Regions from separate parts of the Rattus norvegicus genome. Here all the other regions are linked to region 3. Evidence: chromatin contacts called from public Hi-C data. All regions are on one chromosome and are shown on one strand. Each heading gives the region's core, a stretch centred on a gene start, on an enhancer-like site or on the middle of the called end of the contact. The rest is flanking DNA. Distances are from core to core; before and after follow the strand shown. Region 1 overlaps Ppargc1b (PPARG coactivator 1 beta). Region 2 has its middle 47 kb from the start of Arhgef37. Region 3 holds the start of Ppargc1b (PPARG coactivator 1 beta).

Region 1 (3,709 bases), core at 1,174-3,673, 83 kb before region 3:
GGGGCAAACAATGACTGTAGTGTCCTGTGTGACAATGGGGCAGGTGACCATGGATGTCCATCAGGAGGGGAATGGTTAAATGATGGGACATCCTTACCTGGAAGTCCTACACAGTCAACCAGGAGACAGAGCTCCACGAACTGACCTGAAGAGTTTTCAGGACGTACATACAGCTTAGTGTGGAAGCAAGGTGCAGAACAGGCTATAATGCAGCCTCTGTTGTTTTTGTAGTTTTAAAAAAAAAGGTGAAGAGGAAAGTCATGTAACAGATCAGTAACCATGGTTACCTCTGGGGAAGAAGAAGGCAATTGTGAAAGGGCTTGGAAGGTTTTGCTTTTAACTGTCCACGTGTCCGATTCCTGCTCGGGTTTTTATCCTACGTGTGTTATCTTTGTGAAAATGTTTGTGTGTGATTTTAAGGTTGAAAAGAGAAATAGAACGAAGTCTAATGCCATGGCCCAGGCAGGAAGGATAAGGTCCAGGGAGGCCTCGCACCCCAGGCTCTCTACAGAAGCCATGTCCTGATGCTCAGGGCCCTGACTGAGCTAGAACTGACAGCTCACTGGTCTACAATCTGACATTAGCCCCGGGCCACAGCCCTCACCAGTGAAAGCTCATCCACTTCAGACACTGGGGACAGAAGCCTCTCCAAGGCGGGGCTGGGGGGCACAGATAAAGGAGCAGGTGAAGCTGGGGTGCAGGAGGGTGTGTCGCCTTCATCCAGTCCTGGGAAGGCAGCCAGCCCCACATCGTCTTCGGGGATGTCATCCAGGGTCTTGGTAAGCGCAGCCAAGAGAGCTTCATTCTCACTGTCAATCTGGAGGGAAGAAACAGAGGTGGGTAGAGGAGAGGGTTAGTCACTGTGGGGGAGCCAGCTACCTACCCCGATAAACCGCAGCTACCAGCCCCTTAACCCAAGAAATCTGTTCCATGTTTCTGGAATATTAAGTAAACAGGTTGTCAACTCCACGAACCAAAGAATTTGATAAGCAGGCCACAGGAAGGGGTTTGCCTGAAGTCCTAGTCCTGGCTCTGCTGCTCACTGAGTTGTGACCTGGACAGAAGGCAGCCTATTTAAAAACACTGCCTCTTCAATCAAAGACCCAAGCTTCTCTCCATCATTGGTAGCAGGGTCCCCAGCCCCTTGAACCTTGAGGCCCACGCAGGGTATCTCAGAGACTGGCTATCCCAGGGCTCAATGGGGCAGTCATAACTAGAGCAATGAAAAACAGCTTGGTCTTCCCAGGGGATCCTAGGATTTCTTCTCTTTGCTCCCTCAGGGAGAGGTAGTGGGTGCTGTCCTTAGGAGCTTGGGCTCTGGAGCTGTTGTCTCACAAAGACCACACTTATCAACTGTGGGTTCTTAAGGGCAAGTTAGTCCTCCTTTGCCGGGTGGGATAACAGGCAGGACCCACAGCAAGGAGTTCTTGTTGGGCACGAGCAGACGACTGCAGGCAAGGTGCTTAGAGAACAGTGCCCGACACAAAGCAAGCACTTATTATTTGCTATGCTATCCTTGCTAACCATGCTACCACCATTTCCGAGACAATGATGAGGACCAGTCCCCACCTCACTTCCTTTCTTCCTTTCCCATCACAGGCTGTACTGCATCTGGCTTTGTGTTGGATGCTGGCCATTCAGCATATCAAGACCACCATATTCCCTGCCCTCCCAGAGCTTGACCCTATGTGAAGAGTGGAGCTAGACAAGAGAACAAGACAAGAACACATCTCTGAGCTCGAGAGAGACTTGGGGAAAAACAGAGGAGCCTGGGATAGGAAAGCTAACAAGATTGCAGGCTGCTTAGAGCGGTCAGTGGCTGGTTCTTAAACATCAGTAGCCTAGCAAAGGACTAAGAAAACAAGGCTCTGGCCAAGGGGACACCCAGGCTGAAAGCCTTGGTCTTGAGGGGACTAGGAAGCTGTCAATAGCACCTAGGAGCTCACATACCACCACTGAGGGGACATGGCTCTAATCTCCAGTTTGTAGAGAAAACTGATTACCCAGAAATCATCAGGCAAAGCCAGGACCACATGCCTATGCACAAATAAACCAGGGCTCTGCTTCTCTGCTCTCTGCAACCCCTGAGGCGCCTAGCCCCTTAGGCCTCCAAGCTCTAGGTTGGGAGCATAGACCAAACTGCTTCTAGATTAGGCTAAGCACCCCAGTCCGTAACCCCGAGTCCCTGGGTCCGTGCTAGAAGTAGCTCAAGCTATCACATGGTCCCTTCTGAGGCACACTTTCCCACCCCAGGGCCAGCTGTTCATCCCTTCTTCAGGAAGTTCCTCTGAAATACACATCTCGTGATGGCCTTTGGGCTGCACTAAATCTGTTCCAGGCTGCAACCTTCCTTACAGTCAGAGCGGCAGCTGAGTAACTCAATCGGGGACTCAGGGAGAGGAGAATAGACGTGTTTGTAATTTTTAGAACAGAGCTAAGGAGTGGGTCTGAGCCAGGGTTTTGTGGGCTGTGGATCTAGAAAGCGATCAGGACAGCTGCCCTCAGCTGCAAGACTCCCCCGGTCCCCAGGCAAGACTGGCTATGTTCTACTTCTAGACCAACTTCCTAGCTTTGATGGGGAATTAAGATCTGGGGACTGGGGACCCAGTGATATTTGGGGGAGCTCTGCTACTGCCAGGGTGGCCTTGGACATGGTGGTTCCTTCCGCTGAACCTGCTACACCAGGTAAAGATGTAACAACAGGACGGCCCCTCTTCCTAGCTTAAGTGTGGGAAGCAGGAAGTTGCTGAACAAAGGCGAGAGGGACGACGGGGAGACTGGCCGACCTCAGTTCCTTGGGTTCTAGAGAAGTCACTCAGGATGATGTCATTAGTGCTGGGTGGAATGAGAATTCCCAGGGTGCCATAAATTATCACCACTGAGCAAAACTGTAAGGGCTCTCTGGGTCACCAGTGGCCAGGGGTGTCAAAAGAGCCACAGGTGCGTTCCAGCTCACCTGTAGCATGGATGACTTCATGCCAGAGTCCTGGTGACACAACGGCTCTAGGCAACAGTCACAGCTGGTGTTCCTTGGGAAGCCTACCTGCCTTTCTTTCCACGGGTGGGCTGAAGCCTCAGAACAAAGGCCTATCAAAGCCACACAGCAAGCCAGGGCAGGGCCAAGGATGAGAGAACCCTAACTTACAGAGCACAGGCTTGGGTGGGGATGAGCACCAAATGGCAGAGACCACGATGAGGCTAGACGTAACCTATACAGACTCACAAAAGACCTGTTCCTCGGCCCCTCTCCTGGGCTAGCCTAGCTCTGGGGTGGCTGGGTAGGGCTGAGAAAAGGGCCACCTTACCCACACACTGCTGCGGCTCTTTTCCAGGCCTCCTGGCTGCCCTGTAGGTGCCTTTAGATATCACTGGAGCTAGCCACCTCATCCTGCCTGGGCCCATTAGCTTGTTCCCCCACTCAGCTTAGAAATGGAGTGAAAATTAATGGCGAGTTAATCAGCTGAGGAAGGGATATTAATAGACTTGCCCCAACCCCAGCTTTCCCCGGGCTCATCTCAAGCTAGAGGAAAAGGAGCCTTGGAGGAACCTTAATGAAATACTGCATTTGGGGACTGGAGTGGCAGGAAGGAGAACTAGAAGAACACACAGAGATCCTTGCCTGTCCAAGAGGTCTCCATGAGTCTGGGGACACTCAGGAAGTCACCCACGGCCCAGCACACCCTTCTTCTGAGAATCTGTGAATTCCCAG
Region 2 (3,554 bases), core at 964-3,463, 93 kb after region 3:
ACTCCCTCTTTCTATAGCATCATCTTCCACAGTGTCTTCCTTAACAGCAAAATTGTCTTCAACTGCACAGTCAGCAGCCTGAGGGAGCCCCTCAAATGTAGAAACAATCCAAGATGGCTGACGAGAATCACAGAGCATTTGAGGACAGGGCACACTTACTTCCCAGGGGAACGACCTTTGGCCTCTGGAGACTTCTACCTGCTTTCAGTTTTGAAAGCGCTCATGCAGTGCTGGGGCATTTCCGAGTAAGGGGTCTGGAACAGGGCATCAGGAGGAAGGCTGAAGGTGCCCAGGTTAGTTAGAAGTACAGTGCAGGGCCCTGAGCCTAGGAAGCTTCGAGGGGAAGCTGAAGAGGCCTGGACGCCCAGGATCAAATCTGTATTAAACCCTGTGCATAGAAGACACGCTGTCCAGTGTCACTAGGCTGTGTTGTTTCAACACCTCAGCAACCCCATGACTTACCCACGAAGAGGAAAGTGAGGTTTTTAAAAAGAGATTAAGTAACTCGTTTCAAAGAGGTTACTCAGCCCACAACTGTGGGTCAAGATTTGAACACAAGTATCTTGCATAGAAAAAAAAATCTGGTTTCTATAGCCTTTCCCCTAGTCAGCTCACTTGACTCTGAAAACCAGCCTGTCCCCAAATGCAAGGGTTTGAGGGCAGCTCCAGGCTGGTCTCCAGGGCCCAGTACAAAGTCCCTTGCACCAATAGCAGGACTCAGCCTTGTATCCCATTCTCAATACTCAATCCCAACATTATGGCAGTGTCCCTAAGTTGCCCCAGTCCCACATAGCCTTGTATTTGAACTGTGGCCCAAAGCCTGGAGTCTTGCTGCCCATGCTATAACCTGATTTTGACCTCTGTCCTGTTTGGACACCGCAGGATGCTTGTCCCCGAGTGTCCCATTGCAGCTATGCCTGTTGGACACCTGCTGCTCCCCGTCCCCAGGGAGGGTGCCCGAGGGTCACAGTGTCCTCCCAGTCTCCCTGCTTTCTCCTGACCCAACCCTTCTAGCTCTGGCAAGTAGATCTGTACCTCTGGGCTTGGCCCTGCCTCACGGGAGAGTCCCAGGGCTCCATCCCAATGCTTGTTTCTTGGGGATCCTACGGAGAATGAACTCCACTGTGGCTGGCTGCCATGGTTGCTGCCGAGGGTTGTTTAATTGTTTGTTGTTTTGTCTTGTTCTGTTTTGTTAAGATCGCTGCTCTTCAGAGCTTTCTATGTGATAGTACCTGGATTTATCACATAAACTGGATTCCTTCATGTCACCTCCCCGCAGCTCTGTAAGCAGAGAGGAAATGCTTCAAGTATGGTTACTGACATGCTGGTCTGTTCTGACACTCCACGGATGGGCTCAGGAGCCAGAGACCCCAGATCCGAGACAGGCTACCTCTTCTCCAACCAGAAACCTGCCTCAATTCCTTTCTCTCAGACCTGGGGCTCACTGCCTCTCCTGAGACACTATTGCTCCAGAATCACGTCTCTCCTGTTCCCTTCCTTCAGAGCTCGGCTTCACCCACAGTTCTGGCTTGTCACCATGGCCCTTGGGTCTTCTCATTAGTGTCTGCTCTGGGCCCTGCTGTAATAGCCTCAGCTGGCCAAGATGAGACCAGGTCAGCAGATTCCTTCAGCCATTACTCAGCTCTCTGTGGCTGAAGACACTTCAGTAACTCCAGGTAAAGAGGGGTGATGCTCCCTTGGCACTGGAGCTGGCAAAGGTCCCCAGCGTCCCTCCTAAGATGGACTAACTGAGAGACCCAAGTAGCTGAAGCCCCAGCCTTGCCTTCGACCTGAGTTCCTGTGGTATATCAGTCTAAGCGGAAACCAGAAACCACTCTATTGTGCCTTTCGGTCAGGAGGAACTTAACATAGGCAGTGGATCTTACAGGGGAAAGACATACTGCAGAGATCAGCAAGCACATGACATTTGAATACTTGGACTGAAGACGAGGAGTCCCCTGGTACTGGAGGATCTAGAGCCACCCAACACTAGAAGCATCCCCCGGTCTGTTGAGCACTAGGGACCAGAGGTGGGACTGCAGAAAAGACCACCCTATAGCAGATAAGTAGAGAAACGGGGGAGGGGGATACCTTGGCTCCTCCCCCTGGCCAGGGCTTCCCATGAATCCAATCAACCAGCTGCACAGAGGACAAAGGAACCTTGGAAATGTTTCCTACAGTACACATCTGCCAGGGCAGCAAACAAGGAAGACAGCAGCAGGCTGCCCAGCAAGCTTGACTGCAGATTCTGCGCTCTCTGCCTGAGCCGCCTGGGAGTAGGGGGTAGCCCCAGCCTGCAGCCACTGTGGAGAGTTCAGGCCCTACTCAGGTTCCATGGAGATTCGTATCCCTGAGGACCCAGGACAGGCACAGAGATAAGGGCTTCTACACAGGGGTGTGGCCAGATATCCTTACCATGTCACGTACAGGGAGGCAGACAGACCCTGAAACCCTTCCAAATTCCCTGCCTCTCTCCCTAAGCTCCCATAACAATAACAATTATGTCATGGAGCATAGAGGAGCTGGGCCAGGGGATTTACCAGTATTCTCCCTCAGAGAATCTTGGTGAGTACTTCTCCACAGTCCTCACTGGTAAGACAGAAGCAAGGAGTTAACGGAAACTCAGCATCAGTGATAATCCTTAGAGGAATGACCCTAAGGGAAACCACACTTCCCCAAAGATCCAAGGGAGAGAAATCAATGTCCGATGAAGTCGAGACACGAAACTACTTCTTCGGAGAAGATTCTCCAGCAGGAGGAGCAAAGGTGGGCCTGTTGTCGACCACATGAAGATTTCCATAGGAAAAAGGGACAGAGCTGGGCATGGTGGCACATGCCTGGAATCCCAGTACTGCAGGGGCTGAGGAGGGAGAAGTGTGGGCCAGCCTGGATTACAACCAAACCAAAACGAGAGACCCTAATAAAAGTCAAGCAAAACCTCTGGCTTCTGGCTTCTCGTGAAGAGTCAACCAGTCTGATACCACCCGTGTCAGTCACTCTGATGTGGCAGCAGTTGGCTGGGAGCCAGGAAGCTGCAGCCCTTAAGATGTGGTATACAGACTCCAATCCAAATGCAGCCCACAGTGTGGTGGTTCTCAGCCTTTCAACTCTGTGACCCTTCCATACAGTTCCTCATGTGGTCGTGACCCCTGCCCCCAACCATTAAAGTATTTTTCATTGCTACTTCATAACTGTTATGAATTGTGATCTAAGTATCTGTCTTTTCCCATGGTCTTAGACAACCCCTGTGAATCAGTGACCCACAGGTTGAGAACCATAACCTTACTTAATGTCCCCCTTCCTCCCAGGCTTTCTCTCTGCCTCTCTGGCCCAGCCAGAGTCATAGGCATTTCAGTTTGCTTCCTCAAATATTTCATGGCTGAGTGGAAGTGTCCTGCTGCCCCCTGGTGGTCACAATTCACACATAATTTCCATCTTATTCCATGTGAGTGAGTGTCTTGTCTGGGTATGTCTGTGTACCACTCGCCTGGTGCCCTCGGCAGTTAACAGGGGGTGTCATATTTCCTGGAACTAGAGTTACAGACAGTTGTAAG
Region 3 (3,659 bases), core at 3-2,502:
CTCCCTCCCAGTGTTATGCAAAACGGGCCGGCACAAACGCTTCCACACCAGGTACTCAGCCGGTCCCCGCGAGTCCCGCGGGTTTCCGCCTTGCAGCCCCTCTTCGTACCCAGGCGTGTCCCCTCATCCGGGGTCTCCTCCCAGGCTCTGTCGCATTCCCAGCCTCTCGGGGACACACAGCCAGGAGCCAGGAGTAAAAGCCCTAACTCGGGAGCCAAACTTTAGGCTTGCAACAGGCATGGGCTGGGGGAAACCGAGGAAGAGGTGGGGGCCCCCACGCCGCGTGCACACATTTCCCCGCAACTGCTTGTCCCAGCAGCAAACCCCCATTTTAGTCTCCAAGACCGCAGCTTCCTCGTCCTCCCTCCCATACACCAGGGCACACTCCTGTCATGCGCTTGTAGCCGGTGAGGCTCCCAGTCTCAGCCAGAGCCCGGGACGCCGCCTCACCTTCCCTTCCCCCTGCATCGTGGAGCGCGCGCCGGGGCCGCGCGCCGCAGGGGGACCCAGGCACCCCCGAGATAGTCCTTCCGCCCGGATCCTGCCTTGCTCTTTCCTAGCGGGTCTCCTCCGGATAGTGAGAGCTGGAAGACGCAATCTCCGCCCGCATGTCCACGTGCCCCGCCGACCCCTATCCCCCTAGCCAGCAACTGACAGGAAACTCTGCGCTGCCAGAGCAGGTGGGGGGCTACGGGGTACCCGATGCTGGAGAACGAGGGGACTCCAGGGCTATCGATCATCTCCCTTAGCCCCGCCACAAGTGCACGTGAAAGTACGGCAGCAAGTGCCGGGCGCCGAGGACGCGCCTACAAAACCCAGAGCCAGCCTTTAGGGATCCCCCGACCCTGGCTGGATTCTACCTGCCAGAGGAATCGTAGTACCCCTCAACTTTGCCGGTGGGGGACAGTAGACTCTAGGTGGCCCTAGCTGTATCCCCCAATGCTACAGCATGCGCCGGCGACCTGCAGCTTGCTACGACTGTAACGGAGCGCAGGGCAAGGCACGTGGAAGGGGGGGCTCTGCAGCCTGAACCCCCCGATCGCCCCGGTGCGCCCACCGCTGCACTCCTTCCTCTGCAGCTGCGGCTGCAGCCCCGCGGCTCTGCACCCTAGTCCCTGGCCTGCGTTCCCAGCTGGCAGTACCTGCGTGTCAGAGAGATAGTTGAGGAAGAAGGACGAGAGCTCTTCATCCAGCAGCGCGCCGCAGTCGTTCCCCGCCATCTTCCAGCCGCGGCTGCAGCGTGCGGCGGAGTCAGCGCCGAGCCCGCCCGGGGGAGGGAGCGAGCGAGCGAGCCAGCGAGCGAGGAGGAGGGAGGAGGCAGCCGGGCGGGCGGGTGGAGGGCGGAGCTCGGGCCCCCGGCTGCGGCAGGCGGGCTGGCTGCGGGGGCGGGGCCGCGAGAGCCTGGGGTCGCACCCCCGCTTTTCCTGCTCAGAGTCTGGCGCGGCGACCAGGTCTCGCAGCCCCCCGCAGGGAAAAAAAGCGCCGGCAGCCAGGTGGCGGTGCCCGGGCCAGCAGCCTGGTGCCTGCGCAGCAATGCGGGCACCCCCTCCTTACTGCTAGAGCGAATCACGTTGCGTTAGCGCTGGGCGGGCCCTTGCCAGACAACCTGCTTCTACACAGCTGGGGAAACTGAGGCTCCAGGAGGCTTAGAACCGCGTTTGAAGCCGCAGTACTCCGCAACAGCAAAAGAGATATCTTCGGAGGCCTAAGTTCTCTCTCTACCCAGACTGCAAGGCCAGAGAGGGAGGGAGACTCGCACAGGTCAAAGGCGGCGGAGAAATCAGAGAAGGCTTCTCAGAGAGGGTGGCATTCCTGTTTTCTTTGAAGCAACCCCCCCATTTCCTATTAAGCCTAACATCTCTCTCCCCCAGGCCCAGCCAATAACCCCCGTTGAAAAAAATTTTCAATCATGTCTTTTACTGTAGCCCAGTGTCTAGAATTGGCTAAGCTTCTGTCAGCCTCCAGGGCCCATTGGTCTTCTCCGCTTTCTTAGTGTGAGCCTTCTGAAAAGGAGCTGCCATGCCAATCAGCTATTCTCCAAAGAATGGCATCTTTAGGGCATCCTTACCCACCAACCTTGTGAGTGCCATTTGTTGCTCTCCTACCTCAAGCCTATGCTACCCTTCCCTTAGAAGTGTTTCAGCCGCCCTAGTACCTTCGATTCAATGAAGACTTGATCTGAGTCAGTCTGTCCTTGCTAGAGTCTAAGATGCATGAAACCCGGCTTAAACTTCGCTTTGGCTATTTCTCCAGCTTACCGGAGGCGGTTAATAAATAGTGTGTTAACTGAAAAGGCTGGAAGGTTTTGCCTCCCCGCCACTACCACCACCACTACACACATGAGGGAGCTGAAGGTCAGGAGTGCACACCAGGAGAGGCCTGAACCAGAGCCAGGAAGCAAGCCTTCTGACTCCAACCTTGAACTCTCATCACTTCCCTGCTTGCCAGGCAGGCATCTAGGTGTGTGCACGGGGCGGGGGTTGGGGGGTAGGTAGGGCGGGAGGTTGGGGGTGTACTGGAGCTGAATAAAGGCTGGAAGGCAGGAAGACTCAGACCTGTTTATTGGGCACACCTGCCTCCCGCCCTGCTCCCACAGGGTACTGACAAGGGCTGCCCCACCCTGCCAGGGCGAGCAGGCTCCTTCCAGCAAGAAGAGGAAACAGTCCCAGCACACCTGCTCAGACTTGAGCCTCACAGAAGCAGCTTCCTTCTTCTCCAGTCTGAGGTTCCCAGAACCGCAGGGTGTGATTTCACTCTTTGGGCTTCAGGCCAGCACGCTTTTAAGGAACAGTGCTGCCAACAGAGAGAATGTACAGCTAGCCTCCGAGGAGTCCTGGGTTCTGGTCCAGCCCACACTGGCTCTTGTTCCAGCACTGGGCAGCTCAGTAATGTGACTGCCTGGTTTTGAACCCCAGCAAGTCGCCCAGTCTCAGGCCTTCACTTTCACATCTGTAGAAATGTCGATAGTAAAATCACTTACTCACAATGAGGTTATGAAGATAAAGAGATAAAATATGTAAAGTGCTTGGCACAGGGCCTGACCTTAGGGGGAGTGCTAAGCTCCTGGAGGAGAAAATACCCTTGTAGGAGTAGAAAATACCTTCCCTCCAACACTTAAACAAACATTGTGCTCCATTCAGGTCTGAATCCTAATGCCAACTTAACTGCGTGCTACTATTACCTAAAAGAAGAGTCTGCTGGCGTGATGATGCAGGCTGTAATCCTAACACTTGAGACATGGAGGGAGGAGGGTTAGGAGGCCAAGGTCATCCTTGGCTATATAAGGAGCTATAGGGGCTGGAGAGATGGTTCAGTGGTTAGGAGCACTGACTGCTCTTCCAGAGGTCCTGAGTTCAAATCCCAGCAACCACATGGTGGCTCACAACCATCTGTAATGAGATCTGATGCCCTCTTCTGGTGTGTCTGAAGATAACTATAGTGTACTATATACATAAGGAGCTATAGGCCAGTCTGGATTACATGAGATGCTGTCAATAATTAATAATAAAATAATAATAATAATAATAATAATAATAATAATAATAATAATAAGGCTGGGAACATTGTGCCCATCATGCATAAAATGGGATAAAATTTGGAATTGTGTCATGTATTGAAATCTCATCAGTGGGGAGGTAGAGACAGGAAGATCTGACATT

The links. A called contact is a pair of places that touch in the nucleus more often than the background predicts.
Region 1: a Hi-C map of frontal cortex shows a contact between it and region 3, with 2.8 times the contacts expected there. The contact joins the enhancer-like site here to the promoter of Ppargc1b in region 3. A contact is called at or near these places in 6 of 12 Hi-C or Micro-C datasets (Schwann cells, frontal cortex, kidney and 2 more).
Region 2: a contact with region 3 is called in a Hi-C map of liver, with 3 times the contacts expected there. The contact joins the enhancer-like site here to the promoter of Ppargc1b in region 3. A contact is called at or near these places in 6 of 12 Hi-C or Micro-C datasets (frontal cortex, kidney, liver and 2 more).

What each region holds. Positions count from the first base shown.
Region 1 is chr18:57,045,663-57,049,371 of GRCr8, forward strand. It overlaps Ppargc1b (PPARG coactivator 1 beta), which reads right to left. Exons shown (of 12, transcript NM_176075.3): 3 at 605-817. Among named protein-coding and RNA genes, the nearest start is that of Mir3557, 81 kb to the right of the region's middle. Within about 2 kb of position 2,424, at least 5 of the 93 cell types and tissues checked have an H3K27ac peak or open chromatin away from gene starts, as enhancers often do.
Region 2 is chr18:57,222,673-57,226,226 of GRCr8, forward strand. It overlaps a transcript of Arhgef37 not described here. Among named protein-coding and RNA genes, the nearest start is that of Arhgef37, 47 kb to the right of the region's middle. Within about 2 kb of position 2,214, at least 7 of the 93 cell types and tissues checked have an H3K27ac peak or open chromatin away from gene starts, as enhancers often do. A contact at or near this core is called in liver, where this site is marked.
Region 3 is chr18:57,130,214-57,133,872 of GRCr8, forward strand. It overlaps Ppargc1b (PPARG coactivator 1 beta), which reads right to left and starts at 1,253. Exons shown (of 12, transcript NM_176075.3): 1 at 1,143-1,253. The coding sequence starts at 1,220.